Regions from separate parts of the Mus musculus genome. Here regions 1, 3, 4 and 5 are each linked to region 2. A link is a contact called in public promoter capture Hi-C data. All regions are on one chromosome and are shown on one strand. The core of a region is the stretch at or near the end of the contact, and the rest is flanking DNA. Distances in the headings are between cores, read along the strand shown. Region 1 holds the start of Nup205 (nucleoporin 205). Region 2 holds the start of Slc35b4 (solute carrier family 35, member B4). Region 3 overlaps Chchd3 (coiled-coil-helix-coiled-coil-helix domain containing 3). Region 4 holds the start of 1810058I24Rik (RIKEN cDNA 1810058I24 gene). Region 5 has its middle 38 kb from the start of Gm22321.

Region 1 (2,754 bases), core at 114-2,613, 1.0 Mb before region 2:
AGTGCATTTAATTTAACTACTTTGAGGGGGGACAAGCATGATGTAATGTCATAAAGTTGTGCTTAAAAGCATTAACTGGCTGGGCAGTGGTGGCGCATGCCTTTAATCCCAGCACTTGGGAGGCATAGGAAGGTGAATTTCTGAGTTTGAGGCCAGCCTGGTCTACAGAGTGAGTTCTAGGACAGTCAGGCCTTCACAGAGAAACCCTGGGGGGGGGGGGGGGGCGGGGAAGAAAAAAAAAGGCATTAACTGTTTAATTTTGGAGAAATTATGTAATCACTGGAAGTCTTTGCTTCCAAATTAAATCTGAGATATTTAATTGCATTACTCCAAATATATAAATGAAATACACACATACACCAGGTATAAAGGGATTCAACAATCAAGACTAACACTTGCTCCAGTGAGCAGACAATATGTTGTCAATACAACAGAAAACTTCATTTCTACAGAACAATTTACCATACCACTTCTGAGATGGTTTATGTACAAAACTCAGATTTAGGTAATTTTCAAAAAATACTGGTAAACTGGCAAGAACCAGTACCAAAAACAGTTTAAAAACAAAACAGTCCTGCTGAAAAAGATGGTCCGTAAACGTTTGCTATGTTGCCTCTTAATTGTACTCATGAATCGAGTGTCTAAAGCCGTGTTCAGGAGTGCCAGACCTCGTACGAAATGTTTGACATCTAAGTCCTCCCCACTAACGACCGGCACCGTGTTCCTGGAACCAGGACAAATCAAAACCCATCCACTTCTTCAAGCATCTCTGAGGGGTTCCAATTACCAAAGATGACCCCAGCCCCAGCTTTTTCACAGCGATGTCACCGTCCGCCGTGGCTGTGACAACGGTGCAGGGCGGCACGTGCTGAGCCCGTGGCACCGCCTCGCGGCTGGCAAGACCTCCTCACCCCCATGCCCCATGACCGGCCCACGGCCCCCTTCCAGACCAGCTTCCTTCCAGCCTCGCCTGGGTCCCACAGCCCGGGACTTGAGCCGTACCTCGGCGGTAGATGGCCTGCCTACACCTGAAGGATATTGGGGGGACGAAGCGGCTTCGGGGGCGCGCGCCTGGCTGCCCGGGACCCCGCCGCTCCGCCTCCCCTTCACACGCCCGTTTCGAGGGCCAAACTGTCGCCGCGCCGCGCGCCATTCAAACGGAGGCGGCGCGGGGCTGCAGGCCGGAGCGCGGCGAGAGCGGGCCCTGCGCACACGCTCGCGCCCGCACTGCCAACGGCCCGACTGCACCAGCGCTCCCCACTCGCCGGCCCCGCCCCCCGTGGGTCCCCGCGGGTCCCTCGCGGGCCCGCCGCGCTCACCCGAATTTACCGCCAACAGCGCCGCCATCTTGGAGGAGGACTGAGAGAGCGCTCCTGCCGCGGGGAGGACCCCGGGCCCGAGGGCCTGCCCGCGTCGACGCCTGAACACAAGGGCGTCCCCAGGGCCTCCGAGAACGCCATGCGAGGCTCGAGCGGGTGTGCACAAGGCTCCCCGCCCTGCTCTGGCCTAGGGCCATCGAGTCTAACTGCGACCATTACCGTTAAAACAAGCCGAGGGCAGCCGGTTCGGAGACTAGCTGTGCAATGCATCATGGGACCCGTAGTTTTATTTCGAGTGAGCCGTGCAGTTGACTAGTGTTCAAAAAAGGGAAATCAGTGAAACTGAAAAAGTTCTTGCTGGGCGTGGTGGCGCACGCCTTTAATCCCATCACTCGGGAGGCAGAGGCAGGCGGATTTCTAAGTTCAAGGCCAGCCTGGTCTACAAAGTGAGTTCCAGGACAACCAGGGCTATACAGGCTATATACCCTGTCTCAAAAAAAAAAAAAAAAAAAAAGAGAAAAAATTCTCATGACCTTCATTTCAAGTTAAATTTTATTTGAATAGCCATCCCCCTTACCTTAAGAGAGTAGAGTGAAGTGAGTAAGTGATTAAGGAATTTCTATTTAATAAGTATATTCTGTAGACATAATCACATTGTGCTTCGAAAATTACAGACAGGGCCTGGAGAGATGGTTCAGAGGTTAAGAGCACTGAGTGCTCTTCCAAAGGTCCTGAGTTCAAATCCCAGTAACCATGTGGTGGCTGACAACCATTTGTAATGAGATCTGACGCCCTCTTCTGGGATGTCTGAAGACAACTACAGTGTACTTACATATAATAAATAAATAAATCTTTGGAAAAAAAAAAGAAAATTACAGACAGCGACAAAATTTGAGTACTGCCTGCCTGACTTCAAAAGTGTCACCCATTTGCTTCCTCATCCCCAACATGTTGAGTCAAATTCGACATAAATTTCACAAACACCAAATGTTTTTTCTACCTAAGCAACCAAAACTACTAAACTTACTCGTTAAATTTAAAATTTGCTAGCCGGGCGTGGTGGCCCACGCCTTTAATCCCAGCACTTGGGAGGCAGAGGCAGGCAGATTTTCTGAGTTCTAGGCCAGCATGGTCTACAGAGTGAGTTCCAAGACAGCCAGGGCTATACAGAGAAACCCTGTCTCAAAAAAACAAAAAGAAGAAAGAAAGGAAAAACACGTTACAGAATAGAATGGAAGCGGGCTAGTGAGATAAGAACCTAAAAAGCCTACTAAGTAACTTCTACATACGTTAGAAGTACTAATTCTGTCTTAAGCTTTCATTAAGTCTACTGTAAAATATAATGATTTCTGTGAATGATTGATGTCAGTAGCGATCTGCTTGAAAGCTCTTCGCTTATATTTGGAAGCCTTCAATGGAGAGTTCTAAGCCAAGC
Region 2 (2,700 bases), core at 8-2,507:
CCCAGGTTCAACTTGGAGCACTCAGGGAATGGCTTACAACCTCTGAAACTCCAGCTCTAGATCGGATGCCTTTGTCTGGCCTCTGAGCGCACCTGAAAGACATATGCTGCGCACATACAATGCTCACGTCAGCATTTAAGTGTTGAAAGGAAGCACGTGCCTTTTACCCTTCAGCTGAAGTCTTGTGGCATCAGTTACTGAGCCTCTTGGTGTTCACTCCGATTCAACAGCAATAGCAAGAAAGACTGCATGGTGACCATCAACTATGTACATAGGCCAGTGCCTTTGTGTTCTGTGTTTGTACACCTAGCAAGACCAGTTTTTCATAGATGCGATGAATTAACAGCCCTATTTCTTCCTATTATGTAAGACTAGTGCTACTGCTCAGAACTGTGCCCCTTCATACGTGTGATTGCATCAGCAGTGACACCACATGATGGGAGGCAATTTAGGGGATAAACATAAACACTCCGAAGTTTTCCTCAAGATTCACAACTAACTTGCCAGTGGCTTCCCCAACTTGTGACCCAGAGATCTCATCAGAATCCTGGCGCCTGCATGCTCTAAATGATGGTTACTGAGCACAATTTTTATTTGTGGTCCTGAACTTTGAATTTTCAATAAGCTCTAGTGCATTCTGAAATTGGGAATGTCTGTCTTTCAAAGGAGACTAGAAACAAGAACTATGGCAAAAAGAATGCCTTTTATCAGTTAAATTCAATATTTAATGAGCACCTTAAGCTGGCAAAATGCCAGCACAAGACATGTGTTCAGTGTCTCTACAAAAATCACGACATAAAGCAATACATTTACTGTATTAGTCTATTCTACAACAACTATTAGTAAGACAGGCCTATCTTCCCCTGTGATGAGAGTGGAGTACTAAGCCAATGCTCTAAACAGGCAGTTTAAGCCAAGGCTCAATCTCAAAACTTTTAGGTTCGCTGTTGTCCTAGAATTCGGTTTAGATGTTACAGGAATTTCTACATTCTCTCAGTTGCAGGTGAGTTGTTACAGATGCTAGAATACTCTAATGAGAAGTCAGTTACAGGGAGCACACAAGCTATTTCGTTGAATCCCATTCCAACCTTTATGGTACTGAACACGAACAGCATTGGGACTTCATTTCCCAGAAGGCAGTGCGACACCGACTCACGCGAGCCTTCGGGGGAAACTTGCCTGTTTTTTTCACGCCTGCCGTAAAGGCGCGCGGTCTGCTGGGACATGTAGTTTGGTTAGCCCTAGGACGCCCCCTCAAATGAATGGGACCGGGTATGACTGAGAACTACAGCTCCTGGTCTGGCCGCGTCGGTGGCAGCTGCGGAGGAAGAGTTGATCAAGACGGCCCTCAGGGAGGGAACCGCTGGCGGTGGTGATGTTGCGCGCGGATTTTCTAGGGTAGCGAACTGAAAGGGCGCTTTTTCTGCGCGCTGGCTCCCCGTGCCCCGCACCGGCCATGCGCCCGGCCTTCGCGGTGGGCCTGGTGTTCGCAGGCTGCTGCAGTAATGTGATCTTCCTAGAGCTGCTGGCCCGGTGAGTGACCCTCTCGGGCCGCGCCCGGGTTCTCGAAGCTGGTCCGGGGTTGCTAGCCCTGGCCGCCTCCCTAGTGCGCTGCACGGGATACCCACGCAGTCAGCTACTCTGCAGCCCTGGCACTCCTCCATTCGTTAGCATCCAGGTGACAGGAACATCCAGAGTGCTGCTGTCGGCATCTCCAAGCCACACTTTGGGGAGTTTGAAGCCTGGAGACTTTCTCACGTGACCGATCCTAGGTCTCTAGGAGCACCCTCTCCAACTACTACTCATCCAACTCTAGCACCTTTCGCTGACCAGTGAATGAATGACACGTGTCTGTCTGGAGCAAAACTTTTCTCACAGAAAGTTTTGTGTGTGTGTGTGTGTGTGTGTGTGTGTGTGTGTGTGTGTTGACATGTTTTGCGAAACATTTGTTTTTGTTGGTCGTAGAGATAGATGGTTGTGAGCACTTGGCTTAGACTCATATGTGAGTGATGTGGTGCAGATAACAACTGAGCTGTCACCATGGTCCCTGGGCATTTCGCACATCACAGTCTTTCGTTGAGAAGCGTGCTCTTTGAAGTGTAGATTGGGAACAGGATTGGCTTTGTGGTGTGGTGTCTTGCAAATAACGTTGGGTAACTATGTGCAAAGTTCAGTAGGCAGAAGTTAGAAAAGAGACAGGAGATGAACTGGAAAACGATTAGGACTAAACAGCTCCAGTTAGTTATTTAAGGTTTGGAGCTTCGGTCTCCTTTTTCAGACAGTTCAATACTCAGTTCAGAGTCACTAGCTACAGGTTTCTATCTATATACTGCTTAGGGCAACCCTGTGACCAAGAGTTACATTGTTTTGTTGAAAGTGAAACAGATGCAAAGTTGGGCATCTTTTCACTATTTGGAAGTGGCAGAGCAAAAATGGGCTGGACTGTATCTGTCTAAGCTCCTAGCCCAGTAACATTTCCAGATGCCTTCCATTTTTGAACTTGAGTTTTGAACATGGTGTGATGTCTGTTGGAAATTTATCCTGTTTGATACTGTTGGTTTGAATCCTTCAGAAGTAAGCAGTTTATTTATGATCAAGTCTGTATGTGTTATAGTTTGCTTTTAGAGAGCTTACCGTTTTATTATGCAGAGTGTTGATGAAGATCGATTGTCTTGGGAGTGGACAGGAAGATGAAAATGA
Region 3 (2,700 bases), core at 195-2,694, 1.3 Mb after region 2:
AGTCAACCAAGTAAGGTAGTGTGCTAAGCCATCCTTCAAAAACATGTTAAGAATTTTCTCAGGAGGTGATTCTGAGAATCTCAGTATTTGTAACAAACAATATGAACAAAAAGGCAGACTTAGTAATCTTAGTAATTCTTCATTATGTGAACATCTGTCATGCAGTTATATATATGTATCAATGACAATACTGCCATTTAAATTAGTGGCCTTCCAAGTGTTTAAGTACTGTACCATTTAAGCCACAAATTCCTATACTTCTGGTGTGCCTATAACAAGGTTGCTTCTGTTTTTTAAAATTGTAGGTCTTCAGAACATTTGTCTTCTAGCATAGTTAAAATGTATGTGTAAACTTTGTCCACAGAGCTCAGAGTTCTACAAAGTCACCACCGAGGAGTATCAGAAAGCTGCTGAAGAGGTGGAAGCCAAGTTCAAGTGAGTTTCACCCTGCCCTGGCCTTGGATCCGACATGAAAGCTTGATTGTGTGACTTTCTGCTGAGGAGTATTTGGAAGTGGTTTTGGGTGGGCAAGGGACAGCCATGTTATCTGCTTTACAAGAACATTTGTGAAAGATTGTTGCTGCTCAATCCATTTTATGAACTAAATGAAAAATAAAAGAAAGGGTAATTGTTTTCAATTGAAGTAGTAGATAGCATAGAATGTTGTTGTAATTGCTACCTCTATTAACTGAAACATGGGAATCAATCACTTGTAGTAAAATGATGGGCAGATCCAAATTTGGATATCTTGCATTTAAACTATTTTTATTTCTTCACAAGTACCTTGAACACATTTAAATCATAGACTTTACCTTACCCTTGATTATGAAGGTGATGTTAAATTGCTACGTCTATTCATCCTCTTGATATCTAAATGAATATTCAGTAATTGATGGATCAAAGTGTCCACGACCCATAGCCTTCTCTGTTCTCTTTACCGCCAGTTCTCATATTAGGTAAGATGATATTTTACTGAGTATATAAAGGACTCTATTATATAAGCCCTTTTAGTAGCACATGTACAAATTAGTGAAGAAAAAAAGGTGTTGTGACAGATTTAGTTAAGAGATTGCATTGAGCTCTGACCTCCTTCCTTGCACATGTTTATAAGCGTTTAATAAAATGATTAAACCTTAAGGTAGAATTATTAGTTTCTGCTTCAATGCCATTGTGTGGTAATGGATATTTGTGTTACTTAATGTTGGTTAAAGTAAGATTTTTTTTAACGATGAGGTGTGTTTAAATAAATGTAAACTTTCTATCTTCCTTAGCACAAAAAAACAACAACAACAACAACAAAAACCAAAAAAACAAAAACAAAAACTAGGGGATAGAGGAGATCTCCCAAAGTGAGTCAAGTTCCACTAATCAGTCAGTGCCATTTATCTTTGAAGACAGAAAGTCTTGTGTGGCCCAGGCAGGGCTCAGATCTGGTATTGCCAGGCCTTCAATTCCTTTATCTCCCACCACACAAGTGCTGTGGTCATACGTATATGCCACAGGTCTCATTCTAGGAGACCAGGAAGCTTTAAAGGGCTAGGAACGTAAATGGACATGAACAAGGCCCTTGGTTTTGTCCCTGGCACTACATAAACCAGGTCGACCTGGAATACATAAGATGCTGTCTTCAAAACAAAAAAATTCAGATAAAAGATTGGATGTTGAAAAGTAGTACTGTACTTACTGTGGTTTTTTATATTGTAGTAGTTTATCTTTTCTCCTGATGGAATAACATCTCAAAACCCTTGTTTTCATACTTTGAAAACCTTTGAGTTATCATCTTGGATATTTCTTCATTATAAGATAATCACTATAAAAGTAACTAAAATTTAAGTTAGAAACTAATGCAGACTAGAGTGATCTATGAGTCTTCATAAAGAGCATGGCATTTGTCTTTGACTGGAGAAAGGCATTGAGTAGGTGCAAGAGAAAGATGTCCAGAAGGAAAATATTCCTGCTTTGTTAGTGGGTGACAACTTTAGTGAAGATCAATGGCTCAAGAGATTAGCACAAGATAGAGCTGCAGAGGTCACAGGTCACCAGCTGCCAGGCTGAGGTTGGGTCTTCATTTAGTAAGGAGTAAATGGAAGTGGGTTGAGCGCAAGAGTGGCCTGACTTCAGTACCTTGTAGGAATAGACATCTGATATGGGTGTGAGGTTTGGCTGGACATGTACGAGGCAAGAGTCAAAAGTAGTAGGTGGGCATTCTCAGCAGATTAGTGCAAACTGTTAAGATTGGATGTGAATTAATAACAGCTAATGGATTGAGCTCCAGGTCTGCAGAGTACTGGAGAATGAAGTCCCCACCCAAGGTTCAGGGCTAGAGAATTTTGAGGCCTTAATGGCCTGCAGATGGCCACTTTGTTCTCATGTGCCTTCACTTTGTGCGTATCTTCTAAACTTTTTAAAAAATATAAGGACAGTAGTCAGACTAGACCAGAGCCCATTCTTATTTAATCCTACATTAATTATCTTAAAAAACAAAACAAACAAACAAACAAAAAACCCAAAACTGGATCATGCTTTGTAGATCTGCCTGCCTCTCTCCCAAGTGCATGCCTGGATTAAAGATGTGCCACCCCAACCACCCCTTGACGTAGTAGGCATCAGGGTTTTAGCATTTAAGTTAGAAGGTAAGGATGACACAGATGAATCCTTCGTTCCTTGGCTAGAACAGGCAAAAGAACTGTGATTGTGAGC
Region 4 (2,744 bases), core at 105-2,604, 1.1 Mb before region 2:
AGTTGAAACGGCTAATGTAAAAAGCAAGATTTGCAGAAACTAGCAGTGTTTGACCAAGTTCCACAAGAGGAAAGTTGATTCCATCTCTGTACATCTGATTCCACTTTTCCCAACAAAAGCAATGAAGAGGAGACAGACCCAGGGCAAGAGAAGGAACATCAGTTACATCCTAGCTAAGCATCTAATGGTCGGCTTCAGCATCTCTCCATAAATGTTGAAAATTTTGAATTTTCCAATCAAAACCCATGTTTAAGTACAGAGCGCTAGTCCCGCACCAGGTAGCCTCATTCAGCAAAGCACTTAAAAGGTTAAGTGTAATCGATTTAATGTTCTCCCTGCTTATCAATGAACAGCAAATGCAGTGGAAGGGCCAATCCTATCACCTTACACTAGCTGGCTGATGCTGCTTTTAAAAGTGATTCCTAACAAGTAAATTACTGCTAATTACTCCTACCTCCTAAACTAAGGCCTAGTTAGGACACTAGAGAAACCCCAGAGGCAACTGAGTCTTTGTAGGGCAGTTTTATGTAAACAATACTCATTCTCGGAGCACCAGGTAGCCACTGACCGTGGGAAAGAAAGAAGATATCTGCTTTATTAGAATTCGAAGATGAAACGCTTTCATCTGAAAGTGTTTGAAAACTTTCATCTGAAAATTTGACTGGCAAGTTTCCTAGAATCCTCAACAGGCAATTTTAGAAATACTTGATTTTTGCCAGAAAAACGTGTTAACTCAAAAAGGAGACTTGAAAGGGTGTGGGGAGGGGCAGGTTTTTACAAGAGTTACTCGCAGGGCAGTCTGACTCACTCCTCAAAGCGGGCAATCTGTAAAGGTCTGAAGAGGGAGGGCACTGTGGATCTCTCGCTGCGACCTCGTGATGTGGCTGACTAATGCACGGCGTGTGAAAGGCACTCTGAGGCCTCAAATAAGCCGTATATAATAGATGGGGGTCTACGGGAAGTCGCGTGGAGAGGACAGGAGCCAAGTCATCTTGATGACTCCTCCGACCCAACTTACCGCGAAGATTTCGCCAAGAGCTCACAGTAAGTGGTTTTTTGAAAACGCAGTCATATCACTGACACCCCAAAGTTTTCGGAACTTGAAGGACTACATATAAACAAACCCAGGCAAAGACCCAAGGACTTAGGAGGAGGCCAGAGGAAAACTGCGCGAGCAAACCCGAGGGCGACGAGCCCCAACTGCAGAGCCGTGCACCGCCGACCCGGGACCCCGGGGGAACGAGGCGACCGCGAGGCCCGATCCTCCGAGGCCCCACTCACCAGGAACTGGAGCATGATGTCGGTGGGGAGGGCGAGGAGGGTGTGAGAGGTGCTCCAGCTCCAGCTCGGCTCCGGGACTCCTCCCCGGCGCGAGGGCGGAACCCGCTGCCAGGTTCCGGTTTACGCCCCGCCCCGCCCTGCCCCGCCCTCTCCATTCCCGGAAGCGACTCGCGGAGCCGCAGCGCCCTCTGACGGCCATCTCGGGAAGCAAGAGGGCGAGGTGCAAACCTAGGCCTCTTTGAACCAAAGCCTCCGGGTGACAAGGACGCTGGCAATTGTATTAATACAGTCAGACGTGGCTGTGTTACCTACTAAACCAGGGTGGGGGTGAGGTAGCGGGTGCCATGCCAAGTGAACAACTCACTCTCCTGGGAGCCTTTATGAAGTCCACACTAATCTCCACCACAGCCGACTCTCAGACGAAAAGGGGGAAAAGGTTCCATTTCACAAAAGCCCACAAGTGTGCTATGCAGCCTAGTTAAGGGTAGTCCTCAGCCACGTGATAGATGATGGAGAGAGGTCTGCGGAGTCTGGCACGACTGGATCCAAGTAGCGATTGCTGGCAGCCACCAGCAACCTATCTGAAGTTTACTTCCTCCTCAAGTGGAGCGCGAATCATCTACCATGCAGGAGCCAAAGATGAATCCACTCTTGTCCGGTCGCGCTGCTGGTCACCCACATACACAAGCACATCGAAACCACCCTTCTCATGTTGCTCTCAGTCTTTGGAATTGACCTTTATCTAGTTAAGGGGTACTCTGGCTTCAAATAACAGAAAAACAAATCAGCTGCGCCTAGTGGGGCTGTTAACCCTGGGACAATGGCAGAGGACTACTTAACATATCAAAGTGGACCTGGCCTCCTGGTCCTCGCCAGCATCCCTCAGTCCCGGCCTGTTACAGGGTGTGGCTGGCACATGCAGCCCTCTACCCTAAACTCACCAGTTCAGGGGCTGGGCTGCTTTTCCCGATGAGGCTTTTCCCTATATAATCCAGCCATTTTGGTTACCTGAACTGTGATGGTTTACATATGCTCGTCCCAGGGAGTGGCACTATTAGAAGGTGTGGCCTTGTTGGAGGAAATGTGTCACTGTGGGGATGGACTTGGAAATCTTCCTCCTAGCAGCTTGAGGATGCTCTCTGGCTTCCTTCAGATGAAGATGTAGAACTCTCAGCTCTGCCAGCACCATGCCTGCCTGGATACTGCCATGCTTCCACTTTGGTGACAATGGACTGAAACTCTGAACCTGTAAGCCAGCCCCAATTAAATGTTGTCATTTCTAAGAGTTGTCTTGGTCATGGTGTCTCCTCACAAAAGTAAAACCCTAACCAAGACCCGAACCTTTTGTTCCTTTGCCCTTTGGGCCCCTGTATCTCATTCTGCTGCCTCTCCCCTCCTCAAAAGAGGAAAATATCTCTCTCTCTCTCTCTCTCTCTCTCTCTCTCTCTCTCTCTCTCTCTCTC
Region 5 (2,788 bases), core at 144-2,643, 1.1 Mb after region 2:
TGTGTGTGTGTGAATGATTTCAATAACAACGCTTTCAAGTTTCAGCTGGTTGGAACAGTCTTCTTCTGGCAGAATCAGCAGAAACACCTGTTACCCATAATCCTGTTCTCCACACACAAATTCAGATGGCTAACCATTGCCAAATGTTTCCTGAAGAATTCTAGAAACCAGGCTGGGAAGAGGGCGGTTTTATGCTACTGGCCGTGAACTCAGACCCACAAATCAAGTGCTTATCAGAGAGACTGGGGCACAGAGAGAGATACTCAAGCAGGCAGAGGGACACTACATGTAGGAAGAGCCTGTCTTCATGACACTTCATGGAGAGATGACTGTGAGGCTCAGCAGGTGAGTGCCTTTCTGGAAGCAAGTAGGGAGTACCCTTTGCTCCTCTTGCTTAGCCACCTATTCTGTGCTAAGAATGCTCTGTGTGCTGGGCACCATGCCCAGCAATGACAGTGAGATGCTTGGAGAAAGCATTCTTTGTTTGGAGAGCTCAAGATTTAGGTCAAGACCCAGCAATCTACCCTGATTATTCCTTTACATCCGAAACAGTTATTTAATCACTGAATTGATGCAAAAGAGTATTCTGTGGTCCGTGTAAATGGGATGAATTTCAGAGTCCAATCCATTGTTAAAGCCTTGGTGGAACACAGCCTTAATCATACATTTCTATATCACCCATGTTTACTACAGTATACCATAGACGAGTCATGGCTGCAAAGCCTGACTAGTGACTGTCTAGCTCAAAAAAGAACAAGTTGGCCAATGATGGTCTAAGGGTACAGACAGGGGGAGCTATTTAAAATGCTGGGCAGTAATAAGGCCAGCTCAGAGCATCCTCAATGTGGAGATGCAGACAACAGAGACATGAACCAGTCATTAGCAAATTTTACTGCTGTTACAAGGACATTGAATGAGCCATGGGGGGGGGGTGTCTCTTGAAAGCAATTGAAGGTGGGGCTGGTAGTGTCTAATATTCTGTATGACTCAACAGACCCATCAAATGAGTGAGAGATGTGGAGAAGCGAAGGAGAAGAGACTGGGTTAGGCTTGAATTGCATTAAAAACAAATCTGGAGATTAACTTGAATCCAGGGAGTGATTTGGTGGTGGTGGTGGTGGTGGGGGGGGAACGTATCTGGGAAACCAGGAATGGAAGGTAGGGAGGAAAACCAATAAATAGCTAAGGAATGTTTTGTTTTAATGACTGGAGACTGCTGTGGGTGGCTGGTCCTTACTCCTTGAGCTTCTCTGAGAAAGAGTGAAGCAAGTCTTGGGGGTTGCTCTCTGTTCCTGCTGAGGCCTTGACTCACTTATGAATGGCTGAGCTTATTACGGCCTCTGTATTTCCAGGTCTCACCTGCAGGCGGCTTCCGAGTCCCTTCTGAGGGATGTTGAACAGAAGCCAGAGAAGTGTGTAGGGAACTGTCCACCGCTGCTGTGCTGAAATCCTGGTCCTAGAGTGGTAGCGCGATGCCTGCTATCCTCTGCTGAAGAGCTGTCAAAGCAGCTGAGCTAGGACTGAGTTAAGTTTTGGCCCCAGGCTGTGATTCATTCTGCTGTACTGACTTCTCCTGCTGCTGGCTGCTCAGATTCCTGCCGGCTGAACGTCCCCTGGGGGATCCTTGTGTTTCGTGCTCTGGATGGAACACAGCCCTGTATTTGGAAAGCCTTGATACCAACTGGACTTAGCCTGCCTTGTCCTGGTTGACTTAGTAAACCATATATATCTTTTCAGACTAGAAAACGCTGCCCCTTTTAACTCATACATGTGTGATAATAATTACCTTGCTTCAAGCTTTTAAGAAAACATTGTGTAGATATGATGGAGTTACTATTCTTTCTGTCATTTCTTCTCTCTAATGCAAAAGACTTTCCAAGTGTTAAATCACTGCCATGACGTTGCTTGATTACCCACCCCCGAGGCCTTGGCTTGCTTACAATTGGTGAGTGTACACTTAGTGCTGCTTGGCAGGTAGAACGTGTCTCCTTGGACTCTATGGACTGAATTGGGTTCAGGATCTATGGCATCTTCCCACATCTTTGCTGGTCAGTCCATGACCAGGAATTTTTCCTTGAAAATGAAAATTGAATGAGGAAAGGAGCATGAAGAGAAGAAGACGTGGTGGACAGGAAAAGAGGAGAGGGATAGAAACAGAAGTAAGCGATGGAGAGAGGAAGAGGAGAGGACCGGAGGAGGAGTAAAGAAGAAATAGAGGAAAAGGGATGCAGGGGGAGGAGGGGAAGATGATGGGAGGAAGGGGAAGAGGATAAGAACAGAAAAATATGAGAAATAAAGAAAGACGTGGAGAGGGATGAGAAGGCAGAGGACAAGAGATAGCAGTGGCAGTGTGGGACACTTCTGAGCCAGCCACATTGTTTCAAGACAGAGAAAGTTATTAACGTGCTTGTGTGGCAGATGGTAAGAATCTTCACGTTATACTCTCGTCTCTTTCCTGGGACCCTTAGAAAGGCCCTTATCATAGTTCCAAGTCGACAACTCTGATTGTATTTGGTACTTATGCAACATCTGGAGAGAAAATAAGATTCTACTGCTTTTAAATATATGCCATATATCTCACCCTGAGAGAAAACCGTTTTAATTGCAGGGAGAAATAAACATGGAAAGGAGGAAAAGAAGGGTATACTGGCTGGTTTTGTGTGTCAACTTGGCACAGCTGGAGTTATCACAGAGAAAGGAGCTTCAGTTGAGGAAATGCCTCCATGAGATCCAACTGTAAGGCATTTTCTCAATTAGTGATCAAGGGGGAAAGGCCCGTTGTGGGTGG

Evidence for each region. Promoter capture Hi-C pulls out the DNA fragments that hold promoters and counts their contacts. Capture Hi-C pulls out chosen DNA fragments and counts their contacts.
Region 1: a promoter capture Hi-C map of pre-B cells shows a contact between it and region 2, with 2.8 times the contacts expected there. The contact joins the promoter of Nup205 here to the promoter of Slc35b4 in region 2. A contact is called at or near these places in 2 of 39 promoter capture datasets (liver and pre-B cells) and 1 of 484 Hi-C or Micro-C datasets (CD4 T cells).
Region 3: a promoter capture Hi-C map of hippocampal neurons shows a contact between it and region 2, with 5 times the contacts expected there. The contact joins the enhancer-like site here to the promoter of Slc35b4 in region 2. A contact is called at or near these places in 10 of 39 promoter capture datasets (the 3T3-L1 cell line, 3T3-L1-derived adipocytes, HPC-7-derived erythroid cells and 7 more) and 2 of 115 datasets of contacts at active chromatin or transcription factors (astrocytes and embryonic stem cells).
Region 4: a contact with region 2 is called in a promoter capture Hi-C map of liver, with 2.2 times the contacts expected there. The contact joins the promoter of 1810058I24Rik here to the promoter of Slc35b4 in region 2. A contact is called at or near these places in 2 of 39 promoter capture datasets (liver and pre-B cells), 2 of 484 Hi-C or Micro-C datasets (CD4 T cells and regulatory T cells), 1 of 115 datasets of contacts at active chromatin or transcription factors (thymic regulatory T cells) and 1 of 9 other capture datasets (liver).
Region 5: a contact with region 2 is called in a promoter capture Hi-C map of second pharyngeal arch cranial neural crest, with 4 times the contacts expected there. The contact joins the enhancer-like site here to the promoter of Slc35b4 in region 2. A contact is called at or near these places in 9 of 39 promoter capture datasets (the 3T3-L1 cell line, 3T3-L1-derived adipocytes, the C10 cell line and 6 more), 1 of 484 Hi-C or Micro-C datasets (cerebral cortex), 4 of 115 datasets of contacts at active chromatin or transcription factors (T-cell acute lymphoblastic leukemia, astrocytes, embryonic stem cells and 1 more) and 1 of 9 other capture datasets (embryonic stem cells).

Annotation. Positions count from the first base shown.
Region 1 is chr6:35,176,225-35,178,978 of GRCm38.p6, reverse strand. Nup205 (nucleoporin 205) reads right to left here and starts at 1,363. Exons shown (of 43, transcript NM_027513.1): 1 at 1,320-1,363. The coding sequence starts at 1,347.
Region 2 is chr6:34,175,611-34,178,310 of GRCm38.p6, reverse strand. It overlaps Slc35b4 (solute carrier family 35, member B4), which reads left to right and starts at 1,257. Exons shown (of 10, transcript NM_021435.3): 1 at 1,257-1,533. The coding sequence starts at 1,457. Gm13855 (a long non-coding RNA gene) reads right to left here and starts at 1,263. Exons shown (of 3, transcript XR_868963.3): 1 at 1,089-1,263; 2 at 1-106.
Region 3 is chr6:32,849,880-32,852,579 of GRCm38.p6, reverse strand. Chchd3 (coiled-coil-helix-coiled-coil-helix domain containing 3) reads left to right here. Exons shown (of 8, transcript NM_025336.2): 6 at 365-435. Among named protein-coding and RNA genes, the nearest start is that of Gm32007, 190 kb to the right of the region's middle. Within about 2 kb of position 1,444, at least 16 of the 459 cell types and tissues checked have an H3K27ac peak or open chromatin away from gene starts, as enhancers often do.
Region 4 is chr6:35,251,320-35,254,063 of GRCm38.p6, reverse strand. It overlaps 1810058I24Rik (RIKEN cDNA 1810058I24 gene), which reads right to left and starts at 1,354. Exons shown (of 3, transcript NM_001384235.1): 1 at 1,282-1,354. The coding sequence starts at 1,296.
Region 5 is chr6:33,125,401-33,128,188 of GRCm38.p6, reverse strand. No RefSeq gene overlaps it. Among named protein-coding and RNA genes, the nearest start is that of Gm22321, 38 kb to the right of the region's middle. Within about 2 kb of position 1,393, at least 54 of the 459 cell types and tissues checked have an H3K27ac peak or open chromatin away from gene starts, as enhancers often do. A contact at or near this core is called in second pharyngeal arch cranial neural crest, where this site is marked.